Linked DNA regions of Bos taurus: region 1 is linked to region 2. A link is a contact called in public Hi-C data. All regions are on one chromosome and are shown on one strand. The core of a region is the stretch at or near the end of the contact, and the rest is flanking DNA. Distances in the headings are between cores, read along the strand shown.

Region 1 (4,278 bases), core at 533-3,032, 290 kb after region 2:
AGTTTTTGCCCCTCACAATGGAAAAATAAATATAGCCAGATTCTTTATGAGAAAAAGTTTTATTTATCAGGAAGCTGTAGTATTTATAAACTAATATGAAGTAAATGTCCTCAAGATATCTAAAGCACTCAAACAGATCTCAACAGGAAAAAAAGCAAATTCATAATCAAAATTGTAGATATTAACTGCCCCATTGCTTAGGGCTACTCACCAACCTATGGTTGGACACCCACATGTGTTCGCGTGTTGTCTGCCAGGGACCCTGGGCACACAAGCTGCCCTGGAGGCCAGCAGGGCCTCGTGACAGCCAGGCAGACTCAGAATGCAGGGGCAAGAATGGCCTCGAAGCCAATGTCTGCCGGAGAGGCTGCCCGGGTAGAAGACTCTAGGCCTGGATCCAGGGCTATGGCTAGGAATTCTGCAGGGAGGAAGGCAGGAAGGAGGGACACGGGGAGGGAGTAGTAGGTACAGAAGCTGCATCACCCTGGCTGTCAGGGAAATGCAGGCTGTTAGTGAAGCACAGAAGGAACCTCCAGAGTGGGATGGTCAAGACCAGTGCTGCCCAAGACCAATACAACATGAGTCTTACATGCAGCATTTATTTTTAGTAGCCACATTAAAAGAAACATAAAATTAATTTTAATAACATTTTATTTAACCCACTTTTTCCAAAACATGATCAGTTCAACACGTTCAATACTTCACGTTCTCTTGTCACATAAGTCTGCGAAATCCCGTGTGAAACTTGCCATCATAGCACATCTCAGTTTGGAGCAGCCCCATTTCCAAGGCTCCAGAGCCACAGACCCCGGCAGATACCATATATGGCTGCGCAAATCTAGCTATGGGTGTGCGTAGAAGGATCCACAACTTCTGCTCCGATTCTTAAGTCCAAGAGAGAAGTCAGATCAGCTTAGAGGGAGCGGGCTGGGGACACAGAGGGAGATCAGGTCATCCAAGCCTTTGGAGGGGCCAGCATGCCTGGCTCTTCTATAACCAGAGATTGAATGAGAGGCACCAGCTCCTCTCATGCGTCCCCAAGGGTGTCTGTGCAAACAGTGTCAAGATGATGCAGAGCACCGAGGAACATTCGCTAAATTTTGCCAAGTGCTTGGACACCCGATCACAAGGGTGACCCAGAAAACTGCCAGTGCACCTGTGATGAGGGGCTTGGCGCGGAGCCCGGCGTGGAGGTCACCCGAGGTCACTGCCGGAGGCGGGGAGCCCAGCGCCGAGGCTGCCTAATGTGGAAATGTTTGGATCCGAGAGGGGCAGGCGCTGGGGGCAGCCTGCAGGCCGATGGGGAGGAGACCCGGCCGGCGGGGGCCGGAGCTCAGCGCTGACAGTAACCAGGTGCGCAGAGGACCACGTGGTCCGCAGCGCCGCGCCTGCCAAGACCCCGACAGCGTCTTTCCTAATAAGTCTGGCGATGCCTGTGTCCTTTCTCTCTCGGCAGAACAACCTCTCGCCTGCTCCCAGGTCTTATTTAAGAAGAGCGGGCCGCAGGGGAGAAAAGCAAGCCAAACCCAGCAGAGGTGGAGGCCAGCCTTCTTTCCCCAGGCTTCCCCTCTCCGCAGAAGATCGGCTTTGTGAATGAATAAAGGGACACTTTCTCCAAGATGGCATACTCCACGCTCCCGTTGTTGAGTATGGGGTGGGGGTCGACCCCCACCCCCCCCACCCCCGCCCATTTCCCTGAGTATTACCTTCTCCTGCTCTTGCCTACCCCTCCCTGCAAAGGCACCGCCCCTCTAACTTCAGAAAGAGGTCACCCTCCCAGCATCTGGGTCTGGCTTGGGAATCCACGCTTCCTGGTTGCCTCCCAGCCCCACACAAGGGAGGGCAGGATTACAACACGTGTGTGTTTGGGTCAAAAGGAGCACTTTTGAACTATGGCTGCAAGAAAGAACAGCCTGTACAGCCACCCCGAGTCTCCCAGCAACAAAGAATGTACAACAAAGAATGATTAGCCCTCACTTGCAAAACGATTTTTTTTTAAAGAGATGCAGCGTGGTCTCTTTATAGGGTCGTGGAAGGAGGGTTAGCTGGGTGGAAAGGCGCCCTCCCTGGACACCAGAGCCCCAGCGTCATTCCCGCTGGAGGGAGCCGGGGGTGGGGGGTGGGGCGGGGGGGCGGTGGTTTATGACCTTGGCTTTTACTCAGAAGCCCTTGTAACACGATTACCGATTACCGTCGGGGTTTTGCAAGCTTCCAGACCCAGGTGTGGTTGAAGGTCAGCTGCTGGCGGACAAGGGGCTCTTCTGCCGTTGGGAGAAGGTTACAAAGAATAATTTTCCTGTCCAAGGGCTCGTAGATGATTAACATGTTTCTTTCTGTTAACCAGAGAGTTAATAGTCATTCCAAGCCCTCTTTGATAATGGGGGCGGAGGGGAGAAAAGGAATACTGTTAACCATTAATCCAGGAAGATGCCATAAAAGTTAGTATGGAAAATACGCAGTTTGGGAGAGGAAATCACAGGCAAGGCGAGCCTGGTGGGGACAGAGGAGGAGAGGGAGCAGAGTGAGGCCATAAAGTTCATGCATGCTTAGAGTGGGGGACTTTTTTTAATCCTTTTCCTTGTTACATTGCACTGAGGAAACAGCGTAGGGATAACAAAATAACAAACACGGGAACATTATAAATAAAGCCAATTTTATTGGCTCTTTTTCTCCAGCCTCCCACAGCTGAGTGTGTCCTCTGCATGACTTCTTCTTTGGGCCTCTTTGCAGAGGAGAGGAGCCCAGACACCCCGCCTTCCCTTGGAGAAAGCCAGGGTGACCAGAAGGCTCGTCCCAGGAAGCCTCTCCTGGGGGCCCCCCTAGCCAGTGTCTTCATCCCCCACTCCAATCATCCTGCTGGGCCCCTGGGCAGCCTCACCTAGAGGAGAAGGTGCCCATCTGCTGCCCTGGAGGAAAGCAGTGTCAGCCTGTTTGCTGCAGCCAGGTTATGACACAAGGCCCTGGTTCCCATGAGAGGTTTCACAGCAGGCCTCGCCCGGGACACAGGAGGACACAGGAGCAAAACTCTTGCTTTGTGCAGGCAGCTCCCAGGTACCCCACCAAAGTTTCTGGGTGCAGCACACAAGCCTGTATATTAAAAAAATTTTTGTGTCATTGATGAGGTTTCTACTTGATGCCCTGCACTTACTTTTATTGATTGATTGATTTGATTTTGGCTGGGTCTTTGATGCACCTTGACTTTCTCTAATTGTGGCACAGAGGGCTCCTTGGCAGGGGCATCTTCCTGCCCCGACCAGGAACTGAACCCATATCCCCTGTAATTCTTTCCCACTGGACCACCGGGGAAGGCCCCAGCATGTGTATTTTTTTAAAGCCTAATTCTCCTGTGTAGCTACAGTCGAATGGTCATCACCTGGAGGAGACAGGGTGGCGAAGAGAGCTGGGTTGCAGGACTCAGAGTAAGGTGAGGCATGAGTTGATGGCCCAAGAAGATGACAGCCAAGATGAAGAGTGTGTGATAAGTGTGGATGGTCAAAAGGCTCTGGGCAGCACTGGAGCAATGCCGTGGGGACCACACTGGGGAGACTACCCACTTCCCTCCCAGAAACTTGGAAAGACATGGTGGATAGTATAGATACCTTTGGAACCACTCCTTTCATCCAGTTCCTGGAGGGACACAGGCCAGGGAAAGTTGACTTCAGGGAGGCATGTCCCAAGAGCACGTGACACTCATATGGTAACTCACTACTTGTGCAGGCAGAGAGAGATGGCTTCTCTCCTGAGCTCTGTTCTCCACTTGCTCCGTGAATGAAGGTTTCATATTTTCCATCTGTTAAATGGAATAATAATTCTTGACATCTGCCTGCCTCACTTGGACACTATGAATAGAACATTTTCCCCAAGTGCTTTGGGCTGACGTTAAAAGGAACTTCCTAAACATTAGCGCACTCACTGCTAGATTTTCTTGGACACCAGTCAACTTAAATGGATAATAATAAATTCCTCTGCCTATCTTTGTTGAGAGATTAAAAGAGAGAAAAATCCCACAAGACTTTGGTTCTTGAATCCTCTGCTCTATAAAATCTCTTTTGGGAGAAGGGTCTGAGGATATATCCAGGGTTGTAAGATGGCAAGAGTTGTTTCTAGAATATTGTGGTTTTAAAATCCCCTTTCCTGAATGATGTAGACAAAAGCAGTCTGCAACAGGAGGATAAGAATGGAGTCGAGTTGCTACTGGACTTTGGGACCATGTATAGACATGGGATAGATTCCTAGATACGTGTACTCATTGGCATTTATTTATTTAACCCATAGCAA
Region 2 (4,451 bases), core at 545-3,044:
CCTACTAGATTGCTTCCATGTCTGCTTTTCTTACAGGATTATAAGCTTCAGGAGGGCAGAGACCATGTCTTATTATACACTTCGTGTTTCTGTCATAAAGCACAGTGCCTTGGTATACAATAAATGAATACATGGATGAGCTGCCAATTAAAATCAGCAGATTCACAAAATCAGCAGTCTATTTAAATAGCTGTTTTCTATGTCTCTAAAGAAAAACGAACTGTTTAAATGGTATTTACTTCTAAGTCCTTTTCCAAGATAAAGCTTCAGCAAAACCCATTTTTTTTTCCCACAGGTTGGGTGGTCCCTTTTCAACCTTGCACCTAAGCCTTTGTCATCACTGTAGGAGAATTCACAGAGTCCAGAATTTTCAGTGACACAGCTCCCTCTCCCTGCAACGTTCGGGGGATGCCTGTTGTATATCTATGTACACTAGTAGGTAGGTACCTTTAGTCCCTAAGTCGTGTCCAACTCTTTCCGACCCCATGGGCTGTATGCTGCCAAGCTCCTCTGTCCAAGGGATTTCCCAGGCAAGAATACATGAAGTGGGTTGCCATTTCCTTCTCCAGGGGATCTTCCCGACCCAGGTATGGAACTTGGTCTCTTGTATTGCAGATAGACTCTTTGGCGACTGAGCCACAAGGTAAGCCCCTGTGTACACGAACAATGACTTGAGAACAATAGTTAGATATATATTAATATAGGTAGGCCATTAAGTTTAAGTGGGTCTTCATCTGGCCTTAATTCTAGTTTCAGTTCATAGCATATCTGTGAAGGTTTTTTAGTTATTACTGTGATGTAAGCTTCCTGAAACCAAGAAATGTATCAGTGTTGTTCAAAGCTATATACTCAGCAAACTCAGGCAATGCTCAAAAATACTTCCTGAGTGACTGAATTTGTATACGTGGCAGGCACTGGGATAGAAGGTGGCTATTGAAAAATCGTGAGCTATTTTGTTTCAAAAAATTTTTCAATAGACTAACAGCCAAAAGCGGAGAAGGCAATGGCACCCCACTCCAGTACTCTTGCCTGGAAAATCCCATGGACGGAGGAGCCTGGTAGGTCCATGGGGTCGCAAAGAGTCGGACACGACGAGTGACTTCACTTTTCACTTTTCACTTTCATGCATTGGAGAAGGAAATGGCAACCCACTCCAGTGTTCTTGCCTGGAGAATCCCAGGGACGGGGGAGCCTGGTGGGCTGCCATCTATGGGGTCGCACAGAGTTGGACACGACTCAAGCGACTTAGCAGCAGCAGCAGCAACAGCCCAAAGAGCAGAAATACCACAGGCGTCAAAAGTTTTGTGGGTTTTTCTTGTAATGATTTTTATCCCCAAGGGGGTAAAAGAAACCCTTAAAATCTGTGTAGGGAACACAAAGCAAGAAAATTCCCCCTTAAAACATGCCTATAGTAAAAGCTTTCTCCTGACCCCACAGGAAAGGCCCTTCAGAGGACCGTAGCAGCACCCACCCCCCATCTTGGGTGTGGCCGGGACAAATTAGTACAACAGAGACCCAAGAGGCAACACACAAAAGAACCTGTAATGGCAGATGGAAAGGAACATCCGGGGTCCTCCAGGCCGAAGGCCGTGTATACATCCGCAGGTGGGATGCATGTGCGCGGTTGGTGTGCGGTTTGTGATTCGTCTGTATCCCTGCCGCTGCGGAAGTGGGCTCAACAGCAAAACAAAACAAAACAAAACAGAAACCTTGCTGTGGTTTCTGAAGACTGGGGTTTCCATAGGTGACCCTAGAGGTTTTGTAACTTCCACATGAAGCTATTTGCCAAATGACTCATTCCAGAGCCAGAGAAAGATTGATCCACTCCCGTCAGCCCCTTTTCTGTTGTCATGACCGCCAGAGAGACACTGGGGAAGGAAAATGGGGACATTCCGGTTTTTCCTGTGTTCCACTCTCTCAGCCTCAGTCCCTCTGCAGGGAAAGGAAAACTCTGGGTACCAGGTTCATTTAGCTGATCCTTGGTGCAGTGAGGCCAGTCCTCGCCTCTTCTGTCACTTCTCCAGGTACTAAGGACCCCAGGGAGCTCTGACCAGCATAGTATAGACCCACAAATGCTGGGTCCCCCCGCCCCTCGGTCAGGCACCCTGTATGCACGTCTGTGTCCGTGAGTGTGTGCACGAGGAATGTTCGAGGAAGTCCAGGCGTGACTCTAAAGAGTTTCTCACTCTTAATTGGTAGACCAGTCCTTTAGGGACAATTCTCCTGCCCGAGAATATGTTTGCATCCGGAATATAGTGATAGTGAAAAACACTAGGTCCTCTTCTCAGAGATCAGTCAAACCCTCTCTGCACCACAGCCATGAGAATGCCACCATTCCTTTTTTTATTTTTATTTTTGGCTGTGCTGGGTCTTAGTTGCGGCATGCAGGCTTTTCTCTAGTTGCAGCGCCTGAGGTTCTCTTGTGGCGCATGGGCTCAGTGGTTGTGGCTCCGGGGCTTAGTTGCCTCCGGGCGTAAGGAATCTTAGTTCCCTGACTATGGATGGACTCCACGTCCCCTGCATTGGAAGGTGGATTCGAACCATTGGATCACCAGGGAAGTCCCCCATTCTTTTGTGCTGCTTCTCTCTTTTCCCTGCAGTCATGCCCTATGGTTGGACTGCTTGCTAGACCTAGGTGCCCCCAGCTAGGGCTGTAGGTCACTGAAAGCAGAATTTGGGGTTCCCCAGCTAGGACAGGCTGGCTCCACCCTCTATAAGGGATCAATGTTGATATGTAGCCCCATCAAGGTGTAGGTCCGGAGAAGGCAATGGCACCCACTCCAGTACTCTTGCCTGGAAAGTCCCATGGATGGAGGAGCCTGGTAGGCTTCAGTCCATGGGGTCACTAAGAGTCGGACACGACTGAGCGACTTCACTTTCACTTTTCACTTTCATGCATTGGAGAAGGAAATGGCAACCCACTCCAGTGTTCTTGCCTGGAGAATCCAAGGGACAGAGGAGCCTGGTGGGCTGCTGTCTATGGGGTCGCACAGAGTTGGACACGACTGAAGTGACTTAGCAGCAGCAGCAGCAGCAAGGTGCAGGTTATCTGTATTGTTTCCACCAGTCGGTCTCCTTGTCTGCAGCTGCCCTTCCTTTTCACCAAGACCAGATGTTGATGACTGATGCAGTCTCACTTGCTAACTGCAAAGATCTGTCCTTCTAAATTTTCTCCTGGGACTTCCCTGGTGATCCAGTGGTTAAGATTTCACCTCCCATTGCAGTGGGGGCAGGTTCAATTCCTAGTCACAGCAGCTGAGATCCCACATGCCTCTTAGCCAAGAAAACAAAACATAAAAACAGAAACAACATTGCAACAAATTCAATAAAGACTTTACAAATGGTCCACATCGAAGAGAACGCTTTAAAAAACAATAAAGTAAATTCTCTTATGAATTCTGTCTGGTGAAGTTCTCTATGTGCTAACAGCAACAGCAGTTGAGGTGTACCCATCACTTTCATGCCAGGCACTTAGCCAAATCCACTGCAAACTTCCTCTTATTTAAGCCTTAGGGTATTTCTTAAACTAACTGGCATGGTGTCCATTTTCCAGATGAGGAAACTGAGGCTTCCAGAAAATAAAATCCTGCTCGAAATCACACAGCGCTCAAGTGGCAGAGGCTAGGTGGATACTCAGGAGGTTGGACCTCAAAATCTTTGCTCTGAATTGTAGCCACCAGGCTTGGCCAGCTTCACAGCATCTCAGCCCATGGGGGATGTATGGAGTTTGGCAAAAGGGAAGAAAAGGATGAGAAAACTGATTCTGGATGTACAAGCTCTGGGTGAGGGTTAACACATCTTTTTTCCACTGCCTTATACACAGTTATGCTATTTTCCCGCTTGGCTCTCAAGGGAAAGAGAGTGAGAGTCTAGTTCAAGGCGGTCTCAGCACCACCCAGGTTCTCTGTCTCTGGCCCTGTGGTGACTGCTGGGCTCCCTTGCTGCCTTTCCAGTCCTACCAGGGGACAAGTGCAGTCTGGGGACCATGGGCTCCTGCTGATCCAAGTGGAGTGCAGACCAGAGAGCTCTTCTGTGGGTACCCAGTGAAGCAAGGAGGAGAGAGATGTGGGTGCAGATGACCCCCGCCCCGACCCCACCCGGAGTTGAATTTCATCCTTACTGCTCACATCCACACTGCCCATAGCCTCAATGGTCCTTGGGCTTCACATTCCACTGGACAGGGCACTGCACTTGGCAAAGAGGACCATGGTCTAACCCCTGGACTGACCCCGGAGGAGAGCAGGCAGTCATGCTGAGAAAGACACAGACCTGGGCAGTGAGACCAGTTCTTAGCCCTGACACCAACTTGGCTGTACCAGCAGAGTCATTCAACTTCTCTGGATTTCGTATTTCTCATTCTCAAAATGAATGAGGAGCTTGGGTTTCACTCAGTCTCTAAAAATTCCTTTCAGTGCTAAGACCCAGTGATTCTAAATGTCTCCCCTCCTGGG

What was found. A called contact is a pair of places that touch in the nucleus more often than the background predicts.
Region 1: a Hi-C map of liver shows a contact between it and region 2, with 2.8 times the contacts expected there. The contact joins two enhancer-like sites. A contact is called at or near these places in 2 of 11 Hi-C or Micro-C datasets (liver and skeletal muscle).

What each region holds. Positions count from the first base shown.
Region 1 is chr28:7,597,294-7,601,571 of ARS-UCD2.0, forward strand. No RefSeq gene overlaps it. Among named protein-coding and RNA genes, the nearest start is that of IRF2BP2, 200 kb to the left of the region's middle. Within about 2 kb of position 1,783, at least 54 of the 102 cell types and tissues checked have an H3K27ac peak or open chromatin away from gene starts, as enhancers often do. A contact at or near this core is called in liver, where this site is marked.
Region 2 is chr28:7,308,052-7,312,502 of ARS-UCD2.0, forward strand. No RefSeq gene overlaps it. Among named protein-coding and RNA genes, the nearest start is that of TARBP1, 41 kb to the left of the region's middle. Within about 2 kb of position 1,795, at least 5 of the 102 cell types and tissues checked have an H3K27ac peak or open chromatin away from gene starts, as enhancers often do. A contact at or near this core is called in liver, where this site is marked.